Regions from separate parts of the Xenopus laevis genome. Here region 2 is linked to region 1. Evidence: chromatin contacts called from public Hi-C data. All regions are on one chromosome and are shown on one strand. The core of a region is the stretch at or near the end of the contact, and the rest is flanking DNA. Distances in the headings are between cores, read along the strand shown.

Region 1 (4,977 bases), core at 1,107-3,606:
AGATTCGTAAGATTCGGTGTACATTTTGGTGACACTTGACAGGTTTTCCTTTTGTGTTATTGATACTGTGGTTTTGTTCAAAGAGTTTGTGCACAAATCTATGGAAATGTGTCCATAAAAAGGACACCTCAATACAGATAGACTTATCTGCAGATAATATGCAGTATGTAATTGTGAAACAGATAATAGAAAGAAAATTGTGTTTTCTGTACTTTATCTTTTACCTGATGTTTGGCTCCTTTCATAGATAACCATCTGGCTGTCACTATTTTCACTACTGCATGCTAAACACAGCTCCTGTATCAAAAATTAGAATGTGCCTGCACTCAGACCTACACAATGGATCCGGGTGCAGGCAAGGTAAGGGGCTGATTTGCGTTGTAGAAGCGGATTTTCTGCCTGCAGAGATCCGCTGTGTGTGGCATTAGTATTTGATTATACACTGCCTGCTACCTCCATCTGCCCTGATATATTAATAAACACAGTCATTATTGGATATGGTGGCAAATGTATGCTATACCTGCAGAAGCACATGGGGTACATGTAATACAATTTGCAAAGAGAACTAATTTGTGATTAAAAAATTGTTTGTCACAATGTAATATTCTTCATTAGGCTTTTATTGCATTGTGAATCTTAATTGTGCATTGCGAACCTTTATCACCTGCTTGAAGGTGGAGTAAAGTTTTGGAGCAAACGTAACAACAATCACGTGAGGGGCAAAGTGTTCACAAAGGGAAAATTATTCACTATTTCATTTTTGCATTAGCAGCCAATTTTACATTCCCCCAAAAGTGTATGACCTGGTTCTCTCTGCCTTTATAAAAAAAAAACACAGGCGGAGAGAAGCGGAGTGGAGATCAACCTGAAAAATGCAAGCAAAATATACCGAGAGTATGTTATAGACAACAATAAAAAAAATATATATCACTTAATCAATGTACTGTAAGACTTGCCTAGAAAATATATATTGATTTTTTGTAGTTTATACCACTGCAGGGAATTTCCATTGAGCATCAGAGAAAAAAAGTAGGACATTGAAGTGAAAGAAGAAAAAGGAATGAGTTTTGGTTCAAGCTTTTTTTTTATTATGGTTTATAAATCAGTGGGAATTCCCCAGCAGCAGAGGTATTTTTATTTAGACCGATTATCTAATTTTCTCGCTATTCCTGTCAATCATTAATTTATCTTTTTTTTAATATTGTTATTCTGTATAGTTCTTTTGAATATTCAGATACCTCGGGTACTGTTCCTAGCTTTATTCTAAATTAAAAGAAAATTTAGGAGAATTAACAATGAGGATAATCTAAAGGCATTCATCAGGTAATGTGTTCATAAAAAACTACCATGTAGATATCAGCTCCAGATTTAGACTTGAGTCTGAAAATAGGAGCATACAGGCCTTATAATGTAGAGTACTCATTTTATGAGATGGTGTAGGGTCTGCTTGAAATCCAACCAAAGGATTTGTTACCGCAAATATGACACCAAATATATAACAGTTACAATTGCAAAAAACAACAAATATTTACAAGATTTAAAGGCAAAGTAAACCCTCAGAATTTTTCCGTTTGTCGATCTCTTTCACAGTTCCTCCACTGGATCATCATTTAAAGATCAGCGCCACAGGCTATGGAAAAAAAAACAAATAACAGAACCTAGTGCAATATTGTTAATATTTAGTGCAATCACCAAAGTTTTACAACACTAATGTGTGTGTGTGTGTCGCAGGCAATATAAGGAAATTAGCAGGGAAAGGAAGTCCACCTCTGAAGAAGCTGACCTCAGCGAAACGCATCAGGTGTGACATCACTTCCGGTCTCAGCAGTGAGTGGATGTATCTTGATTTTGATTTCATGACACCAAATATGCCTCCTAAAGCTATAAAAGAGTACACTCCCAAAATTCAATTTCCTACTACATTAGTTTTGCCAACTGAACATTTTGAAAATCAATTGTGCTGTGTTAAATACCAGTGCAGGCTGTAAGTGCCACCTCACATCTGGGTGAGTTCACATCTCTTGTCAATCCATTACGTATTCTGAATGTGGATCCACACTTATTGCAGCTTTGCAGCTGTTGGCTGTCTTTCCTATTTCTGTGCCCAAAAGGACATGTTGAAATTTGATTTAAGGCTAGTAGGCATCAAAAGGCTTTCTACGTTCCCTCCTTCTTTTGGCTAGCACTGGTTTAGTAATCTTACTCTAATCCTACCTCTGTGTCCTCACCTCTGTCAGCCCTCTAATGTATAGAATTTCCATCTATAGGCATCCCGCTGACTTCCTGCAATATGCCAGTTCCCCCAGACCTTCACACCCTTCTATTTGCTCCCCTCCCCCTGCAGTATAATAAAAGTTAATTTGCCTCAAAGAAAAGTCTTTTAGAGTCCTCCTGCAACCCCTCCCCCCAAACCACTAAATATTATTTGCTTTGCACACATACTGTATATTTAAACAATAAAGGTCCTTTGCCAGTTTCACTATTTCCCTGAGCCCACCAGCAGCCACGTGATCTGCTGCCCCTATGGTTATGTCTGTCTCCCTCAAAACTGGTGGTTCCTAAACTGTGGAATGCCCCCCTTGGAGACTTCTAGCAATGGCTAGGGAGTCAACTGAAGGCTTATTATGTTGAGAGTTTACAAGAATCCCTGTTTGCTCTACTACATACTCCTATAAACCTAGGCTGTGAAATGTGTTAACATTTTGGGTGAACTCTTCCTTGCAATTAAGATATATTTGTAATTACAGCATGGTGATTGTCATACCTATGTTCCTCTATATTTGTGACCCCATTATAAAGGTGGGGGGACCAAATATTAGACCATAGTGGAGTGGTTTTTAACCATAAAAGACCAAAAACCTCTGCCATAGACTCTGCATTGTCCATGATAATAATCCCCAAAGTAAAGAACACAGCCAAAAAAAAGTATATAGCATAGTTTTATTCCTGTAATGTCGGAGTCATTCCAAACTCCAATTTCAATCTCATATTACTGACATTATGACATGAGAATCAGGGCATTATAAAAATAATTTAAAGGCCCATATCTAAAAACACAAAACAGCCATCGTACATCTATCTTACTATAAAAAAAAAGATGCTGATTATTGTTAGGAAGAATTTAAAACAATGAATGTTGATTGGTCTCACAGCGCAGATTGCTGAGTGTCAAATGGCAAGTAAAAAGCAGATTTTTTATTGGCAGAAATATAAAAAAAACTACCATTCTAGTAAACAGTAGTCTTTTCTCCCTTACGTAAAAGTGGTTCTCTGAATTTAGATTTTGACTTCTGCATTTCATAGGTCACTTCTGTTAAAAACAAAACCAACATCTATGGAATTTAAAGAAAAATGACTTAATAAAGCTGTGCCGTGCATGCGTGGTACGTTAATAGACAATAGTCAGACAGCAACGATTATTGAGCTTGAATAAAGGAACAATAAAGAAACAACAGCATTTTCTCAACCAAAAGTTGGTCCTGGACTTGCGTTGCTGGTCTCTTTGATCCCATTGGTGTCTTTGCAGAAGGATATTCATGGTTCTTGTTTAATTTCTCTGCATTAATGGCACTTCAGTTACAACATGTTTGCTCCCTACAACTGAAAGCATTTACCATTCTCTTTTCTGACCATGTTTACTTTGCTTTAACACTCTAAATTATTCATTTTGTGTGTGTTTTTAGGTCAAACAATAAGCGTTTTTATTTTAATTACCAATATAATCACATTTCTTAACTGAGGGCTTGTTCATGGCTTATTTACAGCCCAGTGGAAAGTAAAGTTCTTGTGCCAGAAAAAACATGCTCAAGCATATCGTGTAAGTGGAAAGTTGGCAGCACCAAACATGCTCTGAAATGACCAGGAATATGCAGTAAGCATCTTAACCCCACACAGGATCATCCAAGGCAACAGAAAAAGATGGTATTGTATACTGATAGACTTGCTGAATGTTATAAAATATCTTTAGAATGTGCTAGAAAGATTTCAATTGCTAAATGTTCTCATTCATAGTACCAAAAGAGGAAATAGAGAAAAACGAAACCAATAAAACCTGTACTGCCTAGTGCCTACACCCCACACAGACAATATACAATTGCTTTGAAATGTCTTCTAAAGATACTTTAACTTAAAAATTGCACAAGCTGCAGCTCTAACAGCTCCCACTATTCTTTCTTTTTATGTGAAAATTGTAGGCAAGCTGCAATATCCACCCTTCTGTCATTAAACTGTTAAAGTAAAACAATGCCCTTTGGCTGTTTGGTGGGTTGTGGCAGATAAGGAGATAAGAGATAAGGGTTACTTAACACTGTTTACTATGGAGGAAGGAGAGAATCATACCAAACTGCAGTGTTGCCCCTCCTATGGGTCCCAAATCATTGAATAAGGTGTCAACCTAAGCTGATCATACGAAACAAAGTGTATGTTACTTTTGGTACATATATGCAGGTTGGACAATCTCAACTGATATTTATGTTACAATAGGCAGGTTTGAAAATTCCATCTGCTGATACAACATGATGACCAGTGCATGTCGCATTGGCTCAAGCAAGTGAAGAGGAGCAGCAGTTTCTCTATACTTCCTGCTGTTCAAATTTTTTGGTCTGAATTAAACAACAGAAAGGTGTCCATACTGTGTACAGCCCGTAGTACTGTATCTGTCCATTCAGCCCACGGCCAATCACTCTGCTACTGTACAGCATTACTGTTTGGGGTGCCAAATCATAAGAAAATAATGATGCCATCCAAAGAGATCAATGGAGCTCTTGAGCAGTCTGGGGGCCATACTAAAAATCATGTGATTTGTTGGATGGCAAAGGAGACAAGAATTCAAAAAGTCCGAAAAAATTGTACTCTACAAGGATCCTATTAAAACTCTATGTCAAAATATGTGAAATCAAGTCCCCTCCATTCAGACATGTCTAAAGAAATGTCTGCCAACTGTCAAAGTCTTGCTGGAACAATCCTGACTCACTAACT
Region 2 (4,977 bases), core at 744-3,243, 65 kb after region 1:
TTTTTGAGTTATTTAGCTTTTTATTCAGCAGCTCTGCAGTTTGAGCAATCTGGTTGCTAGGGCCGAAATTACCCTAGCAACCATGCACTGATTTCTATAAGAGGCTGGAATAGGAATTGGAGAGGGCCTGAATAAAAAGCTCTAATAAACTCCATTGCCTTCCCAAAATCTAAACAGTAGGGGTCAGAATGAATTAAAATCACTTGAGCTGGCCATAGATGTTAAGATTTTTAAAAGATCCAATCGTTATCGTGAGACCACGATTATCTTTAAATGATTGTTTAAATGTACGATGTGTCCATCAACTAAAAAGACCATTTCAGGCAATATTGCCAGCAAAACTGAAGAGTAGCTGCCTGCTCGGCCCTGCAAACATAGATAGATTGCACGGGGACCGATAAAGATTTTTAAACCTGCCCGATCAATTTTCTGACAGATGTCAGCCGAAAAATCGTAAGATGCACGATCGTTCGAATCCCACTAACCACACGGTAATTTGATGGACTGGTCGGACTGCACTGAAATCGGTCGTTCACCAAAGAAGAATCGTCACGTCTATGGGGACCTTTAAGTTAGGGCTCTTTCAAAAGATCTCTTAAAACACACTTATTTATAGAAACCTAGCCGAGTCTGTTTAGCAACCAAATGCTACACATATATGCAGGTCCGGACTGAGAATGAAAATAGGCCCTGGCATTTCACAGAGGCCCAATCAGCCTCCACCAGCCCACTAAATACTGACTTTCTATGGCACCTTATAGCAGCCCCTCCAGCATTTGCAGAACCCACAAATTGCCAGTCCGGGCCTGCAAATATGCTACACCTCTCACCTTGTGTATTTCTGATCATGCCCCCTCCCACACCTTGTGTCTCAATCCCATCCCCTTTCAGATTGTATGCTCTTTTACGCAGGGCCTTCCTCACTTTTTGTACCATTTACCGGTCGCTATGTATGTAAACCTGGTTGGTCGTTGTATAAACACATTTATTTCTGCATCTCAAATGCACATTTTATACTCAAAGGGAAAGTCTGTACTTGATTGCATCAAAACCCGGCAGTCACTTTTTGCACATTTCTTTTGGCTTGATCAATTGGGAATACCCATGGCTGGGCCTGGGCCCCATACACTTACATGGCCACCCTTACTCCACATCTGCCCATGCTACAAATTACTAATAATAGCTGGAAAATTGTACATTAATATAAGAAGCATGGGTTGGATCCTGACTGAGTGAACATCCTGATTGCCAGTACGATGTGAGAAGTGAAATAAAATGATCGGAAGGAGACGGGCATGTAACGCAGCTGAAAGTATACACTACTAGTGTGACGTGTCATCACTACACTGTATAGTAAATAAGGCCTTTGTTGTTACACCGCCACTATCTTGTTATTGTCTGCGCCTGCCTTCCGGTGGGGGATGGGGCCTCATGTGTCACACTAGGAGACAAAGGAATACCCTAGCCGTGCCCTGCTCCCTCCTTGTAACCAATAGGTGCCGAACTCGGATAATATCACAATAGCCCTGTGTCGATGCTGCGTCTAAGCGAGTTAAATACGGCAGTACTTTCGCGCCCTGTTTATCAGCTCAACCATATGCGCGTTACAAAGTCATTTTATTTTAATAATAACAACGCAGGTTTTAGGATCTTCTTGCGCCCCTTCTACCAGGAAAGTAGGGAAGCGCAAACGGTTCAAGCCATAGCAAAAGCGCCTGTGTTTGTATCCGGAAGTGCTGCGTTCACTTGGCCAGACTTTTGTTTACAAAGATGGGGGTGTTCTCACTCTCTCCCATCCGCTCTCATTTGCTTTCCGAAGGGCATACGTCGACTCGCCCTTTCCCTCCCCGCAACAGGGTGACATCATCATCGAGCGATCCCTCTATTGGCCAAGCACCTCCCCCGCCCCTCGTTGACGACACAGCCTTCCCGGCTGTCTTATAAAAGAACGGACTGAGACTCGAGTTGTTCACTTCGGGGGACGCGCTAGTACACGTGGGGGGGCGTGTACGCGTTAGGAAAGCACTTTGTGGGGGGACTTCTGTAGCGTTTCATCCTCTCCGAGGGCTGAAATATTTAGGGGGGGGCAACAAAACGGACAAACACCTCTTTTAACTTGCGCGTCATGTCAACGAAAAGCCTGTAAAACAACGAAGGACGTAAAAGTGAAAAATACAAAAAAAAAAAAAAATCGTAAAACACAAATAAAAACACGTTTATAAAGACCAAGCGGAACTCCTTAGAGGATCCTTGCTCTTCCACCCGTCTTCTAATAGTTATTCGGTCGAGCTCCCATGCATACGCACTATCCTTGGGCCAACATGAAGCCAGAGATCATGGCGGCGGTGAGTTTCATCACGAAGTTCCTCCGAACCAAAGGCCTCATGAACGACCTCGACCTGCAGACGTTCAACCAGTCCCTCCAGGATCTACTGGCCGGTAAGATAATACATTTCTTTTTTGTTTACGGGTTCTGCCTGCGCTTCTATCCTATTTAGTCGTTTCCCTGTGACTTCTGGGAGTTGTAGTTCAACTGGGGGAGGGTATAAATCCCAGGGCAGACGTGAACAGCCACGGAAATGCCCTTTATTCCAGATCATTGAAATCCCCTTCAGAGCTTGATTGTCTTGCTGCCAGCATAGCCTACTAGTCTCATGGCTTATGCCTTCTATAGCTTTATTCTTTCACTGGATTAAAGGGGAACTTCACACCAACACAGCTTTATACCCAATGAAAGAAATTGTGTATTTCAAGCAGCTTTCTAATATAGAGCAAGCCATTTATTTCTGACTGTAAATGCAGTGAGTTTTCATCCCATATCTGATATCTGGGGCCATCCTTCAATCTGTATAACAGGCATTCGTCCTTTTCAGCTGGGTCTTTTACATTGTTTTTTGGAGTCACAACCTGAAGTGCTGAGACTATTAAGACCTAATGCTTTCAGAAGAAATGTACAGATCGCTGTGAAAACATTTATGTATCATGAAAAGTTGCCTAGAGTTCAATTTTCTTATTAAACAGTTTTCAGGTCGAGATAACGCTGATTTTCTTTTCTTTTTTTCTTTAAAGGGCTGGTTCACATTTAAGGTAACCTTTAGTTTGTTATAGAATGGCCAATTCTAAGCAACTTTTCAGTTGGTTTTCATCTTTTTTTTTTTTATAGTTATTTGCCTTTTTCTTCTGACTCTTTCCACCTTTCAAATGGGTGTCACTGACCCCATCTAAAAAAACAACTGTTCTGTAAGGCTACTCATGTATTGTTATTGCTACTTTTTATTACTGATCCTGTTCATATTCCAGTCTTATTCAAATCAATGCATGGTTGCTAGGGGAATATGCACCCCAGCAACCAGATTGCTTAAAATGCAAATTGAAGAGCGGTTGGGTTATAAGCTAAATAACTCAAAAGCAATGATAAAAAAAATGAAAACCAATTGCAAATTATCTCAGAATCACACTGTACATCATACTAAAAGTTATCTCAAAGGTGAACCACTCCTTTATTGAAAAGGATCAAGGATCCCTGTGTTTTAACAGTTAACCTTTTATTGTCTTTGGTTGATTGTATGTAGGGTTGTTTGTTATTATTATAGAGTGCTATAGGGGCCTATTCTTGTCCTGTCTCCACCTTGAATTTTTTTCTTTTTGCAGACGTAAGCACCCCCTCCCTTTTGTGGTTGGAAAGTACAGGCTGATGTTTTTTTCCTTCCTGTCCAGACTAGGCAGAGCGTTGCTTTGTATTATTGGCAGACCTGAGCCACGAGCAGGATGTTGGACTGCTATGTACAAACGATATAGATAGTTCCCGATAAGGCATATACAGATGTTACACGTTTTTATTTAGTTTAGTGAAACTTTAGTTCAAAATATTTTTATTCCTTATATGCCCCTTATTGAAAATATACATGTTGTTTTAATAAGCAGCAAGTCTTTGCCATGTGAAATATCATTAAATATTCTAATGCTACAGGCACAGTGTATGCTTCTGATTTTATTTTTAAATGCACAAATCCCCTTCAGTGGAGCCAAAACACCAAACACTTGTGATTCTGGCAGTTTTTGGTATTATGCAAAGCCCATGCAAACTGCAAATATGTTTCACATGAGCCCCTACTGTGTTTTGAATTTCACTTCTTAATCTGTCCATTCAGTATACTATGTACTGGGATCACTTTGTATTTGAGCAGCAGCTTTATGTGCTCATGAAATAGGCAACTATATAAGCAAAGAATACGTGTTGGTTCTATTATCCTTATCTGTAGAAACTCATTCTAGTTTCCTTGATGGGAATATTTATCATCTCAATATTTTTCAGTGAACATGAATTGTTTTTTTTTGGGACGATTTCACCATAGCTCTCCGTTTTAATATTATGCAACAGTTTTATCCACTTCAGACTTGGTTAGACACTTAGTCATATCAAACCATAGAGGTAATTGTTACTTTGAGCTGTTAATATATAATTTTTCTGTATGCTGAAAAGATAACATTATTTGTAATCAACTGAAAATAAATTGCTCAAATACGTTTTGTCAAAATTCAGGTTGTTGTAGGTGCCTACTTGATGGTGCAACATTTCTAAAGCTAAATGTGGTTTGTCTGCTTTTTTTCTAGATCACTATAAGCATCACTGGTTTCCAGAAAAGCCAACTAAGGGGTCGGCCTATCGTTGCATTCGGATTAACCACAAGATGGACCCTTTAATTGGACAGGCAGCAGATCGTATTGGACTCAACAGCCAGCAAATGTTTAAACTTCTGCCAAGTGAACTTACTTTGTGGGTTGACCCATATGAAGTATCATACCGCATAGGAGAGGATGGCTCTATTTGTGTATTGTATGAATCTGTTCCAGGAAGTGGTATCAGTCCAAACAGCAGTGGCTCTCTAGTTGAGAGTAGGATCAGCTGTAAAGATGAACTTCTGTTGGGCCGAACAAGCCCATCCAAAAGATACAACATGATGACTGTATCTGGTT

The links. Hi-C and Micro-C count contacts between places; a contact is called where the count stands out from the background.
Region 2: a contact with region 1 is called in a Hi-C map of the XL177 cell line, with 2.9 times the contacts expected there. A contact is called at or near these places in 2 of 4 Hi-C or Micro-C datasets (the XL177 cell line and animal cap).

The regions. Positions count from the first base shown.
Region 1 is chr3L:62,608,890-62,613,866 of Xenopus_laevis_v10.1, forward strand. No RefSeq gene overlaps it. Among protein-coding and RNA genes, the nearest start is that of LOC121401168, 22 kb to the right of the region's middle.
Region 2 is chr3L:62,674,680-62,679,656 of Xenopus_laevis_v10.1, forward strand. It overlaps btg1.L (B-cell translocation gene 1, anti-proliferative L homeolog), which reads left to right and starts at 1,994. Exons shown (of 2, transcript NM_001085911.1): 1 at 1,994-2,439; 2 at 4,615-4,977. The coding sequence starts at 2,295.